Linked DNA regions of Mus musculus: region 2 is linked to region 1. A link is a contact called in public Hi-C data. All regions are on one chromosome and are shown on one strand. Each heading gives the region's core, a stretch centred on a gene start, on an enhancer-like site or on the middle of the called end of the contact. The rest is flanking DNA. Distances are from core to core; before and after follow the strand shown.

Region 1 (6,344 bases), core at 3,549-6,048:
CTGTTTTTATGAATGAGACATGTGTGTGGGATTTGTCACAGTGTTTATGTCTGCAAAGCATCTTGGCCATGCTACTCATGTGCTTGGAAGCTTACTGACATAATATTAGAGACACAGTTTTTAGTTACAACATTTATACTGGGAAAGTACTCCTGTTAGCATAATGAAGCCGCATTCTACAGTGTTTGCTATTATTTCATTTATCCATACTAGAAGCTTTAGTGATTCTATTTTGAATTTAAAAATTGAGGATTTCATGCATGAAGTTCTATCATATTTGCATCTTTTTTTATTCCTTCATTTTCCTTTCAAAATCTCCCCATGTCTTCCATCTTATTTCTAAAATCATTACATCTATAATTACTGTTTCACACATACACACACACACATACACACACACACACACACACACACACACATTATTGAGTTCAATTATTGCTTCCTGTTGTACCAATGATTATGGCTGACCACTTGGGATTAGAAAACTGATCAAGGGTGTTGTTTCTGGAGAAAACGGATTCTCCTTCCCTCAGCAGCCATTGATTCCCATTGTAAGGTTGGAACTTATAACATATTTTCCATCCATGTAGTCGACCTTGGTCAGTCAAATGTATTGTTGACACTTTATGGGGGCAATATCTCTGTTACATATGGAAGATACTATCTCATAGCAGGCTTCAGAGTCCTCTCACTCTCAGTCTTTTCCTCTATCTTCTCTGCTATCCCAAAGCATTAAAGCAAACTCACAGACAAATAGAAGAGAACAATGAATACACCTGATCATCAAACACTAAGGTCCTAAAAGCACAGACTAAGTCTGTAGTTTTTCCAATATTATGCTGGAGACATTGTCTATCAACACGAAGAAGAATGAAACCACAATCTCTCATTGTGTACAAATGTAAATTGAAAATATATTGAAGACACATAAAACACGATTATGAAATCATTGAAAAAAAACATGGAGGAGACATTTGAGAGTATTCAAATGCACAAGGATTTTCTGGATATGATTCCAAAAGCATAGGTCATGGAATGTAAAAGTAGTTAAGTAAGCTTATGTCAGGTTGAAACCAGAGAGTATGCCTGCCTCTCAAGTCAAAGGCCAGTGTGAAGATAGCGCTCACAGAATGTGGGAAAACATTCACATAATTCTGATGAATGCATGTTAGTGCCTGGCTTGCTTCTGCCATTATCTACAGTTTTGAATCTAGTGTTTAGGGTATAGTCCCATCTACCACCAAAATGAATATTCCCACATCATTAACATAATCAAGATATTTTTCCGCAGGCCTGACACTCAGATGACTCTAGGTTCTGTCAAGTTGACATAATAAGCACTAATTATCATCAAAACAAAACAAAGCAAAACAAAACAAAAAAAGAAAGGAAAAAAAAAAACCAAACCCAACCAACCAAACTAACAAAAACCCCAAACCAAACCAAATAAAAAAATCCCCTCAAACCTTTGCTTTTATTTAGCTATTTTGAAATAATGACAGGATTCCATGATGAACACAAAACAAGATACAAGGGAGATTTGAAGTTCTGTGGTCTCTTCCTTGTGTGCTTTTGATTCAACTAGATCCTGCTGAATGAGTTAGGGTGTTAGTAGAGTGCACTGTTTTAAGGGAAATGGAGTTCAGTGTACATGATCTACCAAAGCATTGAGTGGAGCCCTGAAAGACGGAGCCTGCACGTGAATCTCTTCTATTGCCTCTCCACACAGTACTTCCCAGGTGTGTAATGCCCCTTGTCAGGTCATTATATGTATGTCTTAATTTCAAAAACACCCTGGAAGGAAATGGCATTACTTTCATTGTTGATGTGATTAAACTGAGACATGTGGTGGGTATTTGAGTGGCCTAGGATAAAGTAAGCCATGAAGAAATAGCCCCATCAGAGGAATGGATACAGAAAATGTGATACATTTACACAATGGAGTACTACTCAGCAATTAAAAACAGTGAATTTATGAAATTCTTAGACAAATGGATGGATCTGGAGGATATCATCCTGAGTGAGGTAACCCAATCACAAAAGAACACACATGATATGTACTTACTGATAAGCAGATATTAGCCCAGAATCTTAGACTACCCAAGATACAATTTGCAAAACACATGAAACTCAAGATGAAGGAAGACCAAAGTGTGGATACTTTGTTTCTTCTTAGAAGGGGGAACAAAATACCCATGGAGCAAGTTACAGAGACAAAGTTCAGAGCTGTGACAGAAGAAAGGACCATCCAGAGACTGCCCAACTGGGGATCCATCTCATATACAACCACCAAACCCAGACAGTATTGCACATGCCAGCAAGATTTATCTGACAGGACCCTGATATATTTATCTCTTGTGAGGCTAGGCCAGTGCCTGGCAAATACAGAAGTGGATGCTCACAGTCATCTATAGGATGGAACACAGGACTCCTAATGAAGGAGCTAGAGAAAGTAACCAAGAAGCTAAAGGGGTCTGCAACCCTAGAGGATGATCAACAATATGAACTAACCAGTACCCACCAGAACTGTGTTTCTAGTTGCATATGTAGCAGAAGATGGCAGGTTCTCTTTAGGGCATGCCAGCTGTGCTATGGTTATGGAGTCTCTGTTGAGGATGTTCCATTTTACGTCTATAGCAACTTACCCTTTCTGCTTTTCAAAGCACGTATTCAATTTATTTGCTCATGTTGGATGGTATGAGAAAACATGCAGCCAACTTCTTAAACCAGCATCTATTTCATCTTTGTAGAAAGACAATAATAGTGCATACATATATATATATATACATGTATATATATAATTAATATAATAAAGCATTTTAAGATGAAAGCAGGAATCTCACAATTCACAGTTGAAAAACATGCCATTTAGTTTATTTATTCCATGTTCGCCTGTCAAATTGTCAAAATACATTAATGCTTTCATATTTAAATAAGCACAGTATATTAAGGAGTAATTTGTCGCTGAAGTGGCCAAGTATCCCCCAAGCAGCAAGAAGTTGACATTCAAAAGTTAGAAAAATATTTATAATGTAAGTGATTTTCTTAAAATGTAGTATAATATAGGAACAGTAAAATATTAAGACAAATGAAAACATAAATGTTGAGAATTCGGCATCATAAAGTCTCTGAAACCATCCCAGGACTAGCTTTCCTTTCTGTTGTGGTGCTCAGATTTCTAGCACCACAGGGCTGTTTATCTCCAGCTAAAGTGACTGGCTGTGGTGCTGATCACTATAGATAGTACAGATTAACAGAACTTGAAACAGTCTTTACAAAGAAATCCCTTTAAATCTTATGTCAAAGTGAACGTCTCAGGATATCTTAGAAAAGGTTAAAACGTTTCGGGTAGATGCAGACATTCTAACTTATGCTCTCGTATTCTCTATCATGCTCCCAGAAAGCTGTGCCAGAAAACTGCTGGAGATGGTTAGAAGACTGCAAATGAAAGGCAGGCAGAATGAGAAAGTGCTCAAAAGCAAGTGGCCCTGTTAGCCTTGCCAGGTCCCCATCACCCTATAACGTAGATGGCTGCCCCTCCTTCATTCAGAGGAGCTTAATGCTTCAGCAGGTTAGCACTATCTCTCATGACTGAGGAAACTGATGGACTAGACAGATAATATGGTGATGCAAATAAATGTCCCCCTAGCACAAGCTGATGTAAATAAAAGTCCCCCTACCCCCCTACCACAGCTGGTGCCAAGTACTGTGATGAATACTGTGGTGAAGGAAGGCAGCTGCCACCCACCCACCAACTATTGGCTAATTTGGGCTCTGTCACCTGGTGACATATCAGTCCATGTCAGATTGCCATTTACTATACTATATAGGAGGAAAACTTGTGGTACCCAGACAGTTCTGAGCCTTGTGTGGTCATGTCCATAGGTTCACTGCTCTGGGTGAATTGTCACAGCCGACCGGAGCCTTGATGCTCAGAGAGTGCTCTGGAGTCTCGCACAATGCCTGGGAAGAGCTCACAAGCAAAGGTGGGAGAACTTGCCGTTCCCCCACTTCCCAATCCACTGTGAAGCAAATCAAATGGAAAGCCTGCGTGGTTGTTGCTCCACTTTCCCTACTTGATTCACTTTCCTGAAAACTGTTTCTGGAGATTTTCCTCAGGCACAACTCAACTGTGGGACCAAAGCCCCACAGAAAGAAGTAGAACTGATTTGGTGTTTTACATTCTAGGTTCAAAGAAATGACAGGCTGACTCTAGATGGAGGAGCAGGTGAGTAGTCACAAAGGAGTCCCTTTCCCTTAGAGGCCCAGTCACCTGTCATTCAAATGAGTGGTGTTCTAGAAACAATGTGGTACACAGTGTGTTCCAGGCCTGCTTTGTTACAAGGAGCAGCAGGCAGGGAAGAAAGGGTACAAACTCCATGGGCTTCTCAGTGGGGAGAATTTGCGAGACTGCAGGCGCTCACTGAATCAGTCCTGTGCTCACTCTCCTGTTCTCTTCTCTCCAAGGAATCTCCCCACAGGAGCTGCGATCTGTCCCTTCTCAGGGACTCCCATTGCTCTAGGCATTATTTTCTCTGCGATAGGACTGGAGTAGAGCAGACTTGAATGCTGGGATTATAGGCATGCACCGCCTTGCAAACTCGCTCTCACAGCTTTTAGAAGAAGATCCTTGATTGCAATGTGTGCACTTATTAACGGAAAATTTCCCGAAAAGTCACTGGTGAATGAGATAGCCCCAAAGGAAACGAGATTTTTTTATTCCATGTATGCCTGTCAATTGGTCGCACTGCTGAGTGAAAGATGTTGCTGTAGAGTGGGAACGCTTTAAGTAGGAAGCACAGGTTCTGTTGTACTACGCTGACACCTAGTGGCCACATGAAAGCATACATCGGAAGGTATTGTCTATGGAAGCCTTATGTGCCATTTAGATGCCTAGTTAAGGAGTGCCATGTTTTAAAAGACTACAAGCCAATGAAGTGATTTAAAGGGTGAAAACATGATTTCTTCTTTGCCTCTCAAAAAAACAAACAAAACAAAACAAAACAAAAAACCAACCAAACAAAAAAAAAAAAACCCAAACTTATCAAAGCCTAATGCACCCATTTCGAAATTACTGTCTGCCTTCTTGTATTACAGTTATTACAGTTTGCATCTGTGGATCTATCTATCTATCTATCTATCTATCTATCTATCTATCTATCTACTTATTATTGTCTTTTTCTTCTATCTGTAACATGACTCTGTCCATGCTAAAAATGATATTGTGAAATGTAGAGTCAACGTAGGTACACAAAGTGCTTTCAGCCAATACCTACTTTTTTCTTTCTGCCTCTGGAGTGGAAATGGCTTCTGTCTTTCTTCCGTCCTTGCTGTCGTCACCAAATACCAGAAATGGCAGAGAGGTCAGCTGTAAATCACAGCCTTTAATTGACAAGTGCAAGTTTCGCTTTCTCCTTCCTGTCTGGTCAGCAAAGGGTGCAGGGATCCCTAGAGTCCCTTCAGACCCTGCTTATATACACAGACAACACACAGATTGTGAGTAACTGATAAAGCAATCAACAATCATACTGGCTTCCTTATTTCCTTAGTTCATACCGACAACACAGCAGTCTGGATTTTGACAGCTCCTTCCCAAACCCCCATTTACCATTGGCTTTTGGCTCCACCGCACATGCAGAATCGGAACTTAATCACAGAGCAACAGTTGGAAATCTTAGGCATTTCCACTAATCCAGACACCACCCTCTCTTTGCACTCAACTCTTCAACCATGGTGTGTAAAACTACAACATTCAGTTCAAACATTTTCCGTTTTAATTTGAAGTGATAAAAATTCCTGATTTTTATAGCAAGAATGTAGTGCTATAAGCATGTAATGTTTTCAAGTATGTGAAAGTACATAGGCCAGATTATTTGAAATGCCCTAAAATAGGATAACCCCTCTGCTCTTTTCACCCTTTAAATCACATTGCTAGTTTGTAGTCGCTAGGTGGCAGAACCATGCTCTTAAAGAATGAACATTTTATCTTGAGATAGTTGCGGGTTCATGAGCAATTGTAAGTAACAACACAGACAGAGCTTTATTTGTTATTTATTGGTCTTCTTCAAGGGTAACATCACAAAAAACTCTAACACAATATAATAACCAGGACATGAATGTTGCCTTATTCATGAATCAGCCTTATTCAGATTACCCTAGATTCACTTGTACAGTGTGTCCGTGAAATTTATGGAATGATATCATATGTAGAAATTCATGGATCCACCAAGAAAGTCAATAGATAGAAGTTTCATCTCTATCTATTCATGCTACCCTCTCATAGCCTTTTCATGCTCTCTCCACCACCCTTACCTCTATTTTATGTTTTATATTTTATGTACGTT
Region 2 (6,654 bases), core at 927-3,426, 380 kb before region 1:
AATTAGGGAATAAGACCTTAGCGACAGAACCTTCCCTTATATTGGGCCCTGTAGGAATGATTGTTTTTTAAAGCAAGAAAACTTTAGTGTCATGCTTTTCTTAATTTTATGGTTAAAATTGTTCAAAACAAAGCATGAAACTGTGATACTACCATAGCTCATTAAGCATATTGTTACTTTTCAATAAATAAAAATACTTGACTCACTCAAAATAATAAAGAAATCACTATGTACTATGAACAAAAGAGCCAAGATATTAGTAGCCATGGAGATTAATTCCCAAGCTTATAGCCCAGGGAAGCATCAATTTCACTTATACTGGATTCTAAGTTTAAATTAAGGTTTAAAATATTTAGAATAAGACTGAGTACTATTTACTTGAGTAAAGTTATAAAACTACATTGCTGACAGTGTGTTCTGGAGTTGCTGTGACACAGGCGAGTCCATTGGAATGAAGAGAACTTTGTACTTGGGAGGTTCTAGTTTGCATGTGTTTAGCCTTGAGTAATTGTGGTCTGTGACTGACTCTTCAAAGGGTCACTGAAAAAGGACTGGGATAGCTTCAGGTTTTGAACCAAACCAAGGGCTTAAAAAATCTCTATGTATCTATGTATCTATGTATCTATCTATGTATCTATGTATCTATGTATGTATGTATGTATGTATCTATCTATCCATCTATCTATCTTTCATCTATCTATCTATCTATCTATCTATCTATCTATCTATCTATCTATCCATCTATCTATCTATCCATCCATCTATCTAAAATCACTGGGAATGAAAAGCAGTTTCAGATCAATAGGCTAGTTAGCAAGGCATACCATATTTATTTCACCAGCACTGCAAACCATGTAATAAAAATAGTGACAAGTAATGTTCTGTGTTATAATTTATTGAATTAACTTTTGGTAAGCATGGGTAAATGTAGATGTATGTATGTCCATGTATGAATGTATGTGCATGTATATGTACATATTGTATGAATGTACACATGTACATATGTGTATATCTGCTGCTGAGGATTAAACCAAGGGAGTCATTCCTGTGGAGAATGTAATCTACACCCTCAGTTCAATTTTTTTTTTTCACTTCATCAAAACATCGGAAGATGATGCTGTTTGAGGCTGGCTTTTGGTAAATGATTTGGTCAGGAAAGCCAAGATATAGGTGCTTTTATAGTAGAGTCCCAAGGGACTTGTTACCCTGTGTCTGCTTGATACTACAGCCAAAGGATGCCAAGTGTAAACCAGGCATAGAGCCCTCATCAAACATGAGAGCTTCTGGTGTCTTATTCTTGTGCTTCTAATCTCCAGAACTCAGAGAAATTGATTGTAGATTTATAAACTACTAGAGTCATTGAATTTTGTGATAGTAACCCAAATAGACACCAGACTACCTGAATACTTTATTTTATTTAATTTAATTAAAAAACCTTATTTTATCTATTATTTAAAACATTTCTAGTTTTTAAAATAACTAATGATGCAGACTCCTTACTAATGATCATAATAATTTTGTACGAATTACTAAATTACTCTTGTGACATGGAAAACTGGACCTGGGGTTCATCTACAGAGGTTAATTGTAAATGGCATTGCTACTGCATCCTTAGTCTAGCATAAGAGCATTTGTTTTATGAACATTGAATCTAAAGTGTACTAATGTTGGAGGTGAGAGGGGAAGAGAAACATATGATATTAGTGAAAAAATCATATTTATGAACAAAATTTAAAAAGGAAACTTTTAAAGTAATAATTGTCAATGTTATTTATTTATTTATTTTACTAGAATTCAGTACAAATGAAATTTGCATTTCCCAGTCTCTAAGCTTGGGAATGAGTCTCCATCACCACTAATATCTTGCCTCTTTGTTCTCTGAGTTGTTTTTGGCTTCCTTGTGTATCAGACTCTCACTCTTGGGGAAGAAGAATGAATTTCTTTATTAGGACAGTGGGGGACAGCATGAGGTTTTCTTTTTCTCTACATTTGGTCTATTTTATTAAATACTTTCAGTATGGCATATCTCATGTTTGACACCAGGAATGGAGGAGTGAGCCACATAGAAATGATCATAGTTACAACCTTCCTGGCCACACAGACATGATCTCAGCTACTACCTTCCTGGCCACACAGACAAGATCTCAGCTACCACCTTCCTAGCTACACAACCACAATCACTGTCACCACCTTCCTGGCCACACAGACAGCATCTTGGTCACCACCTTCCTGGTGCTTACTGAACTAGTGCTAGCTGATCTCATTTGGGGATTAACTGGAACTCCTGGTAACAGAACTTTCCCTAGCTCCCACTTCCTGACTGTCTGTCACCATGTGATTCAGGTCAAAGCACACAGGGGGCACACAGCTTAGGTTCTTTATATATCTCTCGAATGGCATGATTTGTTGAGTTAATAAATAACATATTTTCAGTAAAATGCTCCCTGAAACTGGCTTTTGATTAAGCATAGTGGTACGAAACTTCAGTTGTGCTAATGAGAGATGTAGCTTTCAGCATCTGTCTCTGGTAGAGCAGATAATAATCTAATTATGCTGCAAACTTCTTTACAATGAGCTATTATAGTGTCCATTGACTGGTTTTGTTTTGCATCATGGTTTCTAATTGGGTATTCTGATCCTAAATATCGGCTTGTGCTGCTTAATTGACATCCATTCACCCAAATGAAACACATCTCTAATTGGCTAGAGTTCATGACTCACTGGGAAGTAACTGTGATAAATGAAAATTGTTTTCTCATACTAATTACCTGAAAAATTTGCAGGGACAATAATCAAGAAAATGTCTCTTTAGATAGATAATTATAATGATTAAGATGCAAAGCATTTGCATGTTAAGCTATCATACAGGACTTAAGGATACTCAAACTAGCTAAAGTTATCTCCTATCTGTTTCATCTGTGATTTTTAACATGTGCAGCTACTCAGAGCCTGAAGTAAATCAGGGTGGACCTGCAATAAATCAGATATGACCTCAAAGAAGAAGCTGTCTGGAAGGCTTGTCAGCGCTTGTCAGGATTTCACTGAAGAAATGTCTTCCAGAGGCTGCGGAAACGGCTCAGTAGGTAAAATGTTCATCACTCAAGACTATGATCCTGATCTTGGTCCCCAGAAATCCACCCAAAATACCGAATGCAGTAGTTCGTGCTTGTGATCTCAGGTCTGGGGAGGTGTCGGTAAGAGGCTCCTCAAGCTCATTGGTTTATTGAATCTAGCCTTACGGGGTCTGAATTGAAGAGTTCTGTGTGGTTCTGAGTTCTACTTCCTCCCTTAGCCCTTAGCCTAGGCACCGATCTTCAGTGGGAGGGCAAGAATGAAGTGGAGGCTGGAACAAGTGAATCAGCAGGACCTCAGTCCATCTGTGAGGGGCCTGGCCAGGGATGGGCTCTCCAAGGATTTCAGTGTTATAGATCTTCTAGGCAATATTCAGTGAAAGAGCTTGTACCTCCTAATTATATGTGTATATGTATTTGAATATGTATGCAAGGGCATACCTTGGGGAGTAGGAAGGAGCTTTTCAGGTGAATGTACTTTGGCTGGGAATTAAGGTACCGGGAATGCCTCATTTGCATGGAGAGGCATTCCATGTACTTGCTGGGCAGGTTCTTACAGGGAGAAAGGAAGTTTGAACATGTAATTTTGCCAAAGTCTATGTGACATTTCTCAGGTAGAGGATGCTGGGGATCAGGTAAGGTTCCCCAGATAAGATCAGGCATAGAAGAGGAAGCCCCACTGGAAAAGGGACTCTTCCTCTTTTTTTTTTTTTTTTTTTTTTTTTCGAGACAGGGTTTCTCTGTGTAGCCTTGGCTATCCTGGGGCTCACTCTGTAGACCAGGCTGACCTTGAACTCAGAAATTCACCTGCCTCTGCCTCCTCCCAAGTGCTGGGATTAAAGGCGTGGGCAACCACGCCCGGCTATGGGACTCTTCCATTTTGTGCCAAGCCCAGGGAGCTAGCTGTGTGGTTATGGTAGACTACGACCCTAATAGCAGGGTTTCCCAACACTCCAGGTTCAGTGAGAGACCCTGGATCAAAAATAAGGTGAAGAGTGATTGAAGAAGACACCCATTGTGGATTTTTGACCTATGAACACATGTTCACACACCTGTAAATGTGCACACACACATGATAAACATCCTATACATACACACAGCTATTCCCAACACATAAATATTCTTCAATGTTTTCTGACAGGCATTTCACTATAACCACAGATTTCACGAATTCCTTTTTTCAAGCTTCTGAATGGGGAATTCCAGAAGGGGGACAGGGTAGCTGTGTGTTTCAAGCAAGTCTTCTTAGGTGCTTCTTATGGATCCTCAAATCAGAGTTACTTTTTTAAATATCAAGGGGACATTTTTCTATCTCCAACTTAAAGTAAGATACAGTTTCCAAAGCCCCTGGCCCAATTGCCTGTGAGTATAGACCAAGGGGACTGTGTGCCAGGAGTGTAAGCCGCTGTCCTAGTCCTTTAATCCTCTCAGTGAGCCATGAGAGCTAGGGAACTCTAGAGAAGTTGCCCTTCATCTTGGAGCTGTAGATGATATTTCTCAAGTCGCATTTGCAGTTATCCAGCTCTCTCTCCACCGTTGGCTTGCTGGAAGGAAGTCTTAGCCTCTGCTTCATTGGTTAGGTCAGGAATAAAAAGAACAGAATCTGGTTTGTAGAAACAAACTGAAAATAAGTTTTGTGAACCTATTTGAAAGTAAAAAATATGTCTCACTTAAAGTTTATATTTTATTATCTATCAATCAATGTTATCTTTAGGGATTTCATACAGTTTGCACAGATTAGATGAATCCATTGTGGCCTTAGAGCTGGCAGAACATGGTGGCATCGTGTGATTTCCACAACGACATCCCTATTTCTTTGACTCCTACCTCCTAATCCTTCTACCTGCTCATTTCAACTATGGTTCTGCATTATATTCTATATTAATCCTGGAATTATGTTCTCTGGGTCTCTTTGTATCTCTCTTATTTATATAGAATATTCCATTACACTATATTTTAAAAAATTAAACACTGCACTTCCCTGATAGTGCCATAAATTTATAACAACACTTAGCAAGTTACGTTATACTCATAATAACTCATTTTTATAGAGAGGCATTCCATGTGTTTGGCATTGCTGTCTCTCACATAAGGGAATTTCCTTAGAACAGAATTTGGATCTTATTCCGCATCAGATGCCAAATAGTGTCCAGCAGATAGCCTGTCATGAATAATACTCTTTATGAGTGTGTTTCTAAATCTAACCCCGAGGTTGAGTATGCTAGGGTGTAGTTCTTGCTTGCCTATTCAGGAGGTTGTCTTGAGCCAAAATGTGCCCTTTTGAAACACTATCTTCACTTTTTCACTAGTGACTTAGTTAATTGTCTTCTCTGTCTGGTGGAGAATAGTTTGCTCCATCAAGAAGTCTTCTAGGTCTACGAAGTACACGTGAAAGGAAAATCACTTTCTATACATCTTCTATGACTCATGATGTGCATACTTTCTGTGACTTTTGCTTTGGGTTCATGTTTCTACTTGTAGGTCAGGGCTTTTGCATAGAGCACGTTGTTCTCACAGTGGAAGAGAAGCTACATAACAACATCTTGGCAATCTTTCATGCCATCAATAAAAGATACTACAAAACCCTTGAGCTTCTAATGAATAACACTCTGTCACTGTTTACACAGATTCAGCCTAAAATACCAAGCTGATGCTCCTAGGTAGATCTGAGACACGAAACATTGCTGTTTGTGAATGGAAGGCACGTCCAGCCTTGTGGATCAGAGAATGACACAATAGTTTTTAAAACCTGTACACAATGTATTATTTCATTTCCTTAAATGGATCACCTAATGGAACTCTCCCCAAATTCTACCAAATCGAGGCTTATGTTAGGGTTGTAGGACGCTGGAATATGTTCTAAATAAGCCTGCAGAAAAGTACATGGATTTTCAGTTGAACAATTCTTGCTTAGATTATATTTATTTTCTTGGCCAGTTTTACATTAAGGGAATTTATATTGTCTGAGGTATCATTTTAGTGGCCCTGGACCTGTAACAAACTGTAAAGCCTTTATTATAGGAATAGTTGATGCAAAATAATATAACCCATATGAACTTTTCATGGTCACATAGCTGCCTGACTTTGGGAGGAATTCTTAAGGTTGGTTGGTTTTTGAGCTGCTCGGTAAGAATACCATCTTTGGCCTCATATCTGAGACTGTGCATGAGTTTTGCTGCTTGGCTGAATTTTCTTACAAATTTGATTATCATTTGACATGCCCTTGCTTTTCAAGTAGAGAAGCTCTTCAAAATTAAAATGTTGAACTTCTTTTAGCTAGCTATTAGCTAAGCCTAATTTGAGAAGATTTCGTGTTGAACCAGTGTGCATTTCCCAGAACACTGTGACTGGCAAGAGGAAGAAGATCTTGACTCTGAGTCTAAGCAAGGTTTTGTTTGTTTTCCAAACAGCTTTTACAGACATTGAATATGTACCTTGCTTTAGAATCTTATAAAACTAGATTTAAGTTCAGGAATGTCCGCCCCAAAGCTAATAAATGGCTGTACCTCCTAATTACGTTCATTGTTCTTTTTCTATGCTATAATTGAACTTAGACCTTGATATACATATGACTCAAGTTTAC

The links. Hi-C and Micro-C count contacts between places; a contact is called where the count stands out from the background.
Region 2: a contact with region 1 is called in a Hi-C map of the N1E-115 cell line, with 7 times the contacts expected there. The contact joins two enhancer-like sites. A contact is called at or near these places in 3 of 484 Hi-C or Micro-C datasets (the N1E-115 cell line and uterus).

The regions. Positions count from the first base shown.
Region 1 is chr12:39,508,620-39,514,963 of GRCm38.p6, reverse strand. Gm34923 (a long non-coding RNA gene) reads left to right here. Exons shown (of 3, transcript XR_381461.2): 2 at 4,189-4,228. Among named protein-coding and RNA genes, the nearest start is that of Gm34923, 15 kb to the left of the region's middle. Within about 2 kb of position 4,798, at least 18 of the 459 cell types and tissues checked have an H3K27ac peak or open chromatin away from gene starts, as enhancers often do. A contact at or near this core is called in the N1E-115 cell line, where this site is marked.
Region 2 is chr12:39,881,498-39,888,151 of GRCm38.p6, reverse strand. No RefSeq gene overlaps it. Among named protein-coding and RNA genes, the nearest start is that of Gm40399, 66 kb to the left of the region's middle. Within about 2 kb of position 2,176, at least 10 of the 459 cell types and tissues checked have an H3K27ac peak or open chromatin away from gene starts, as enhancers often do. A contact at or near this core is called in the N1E-115 cell line, where this site is marked.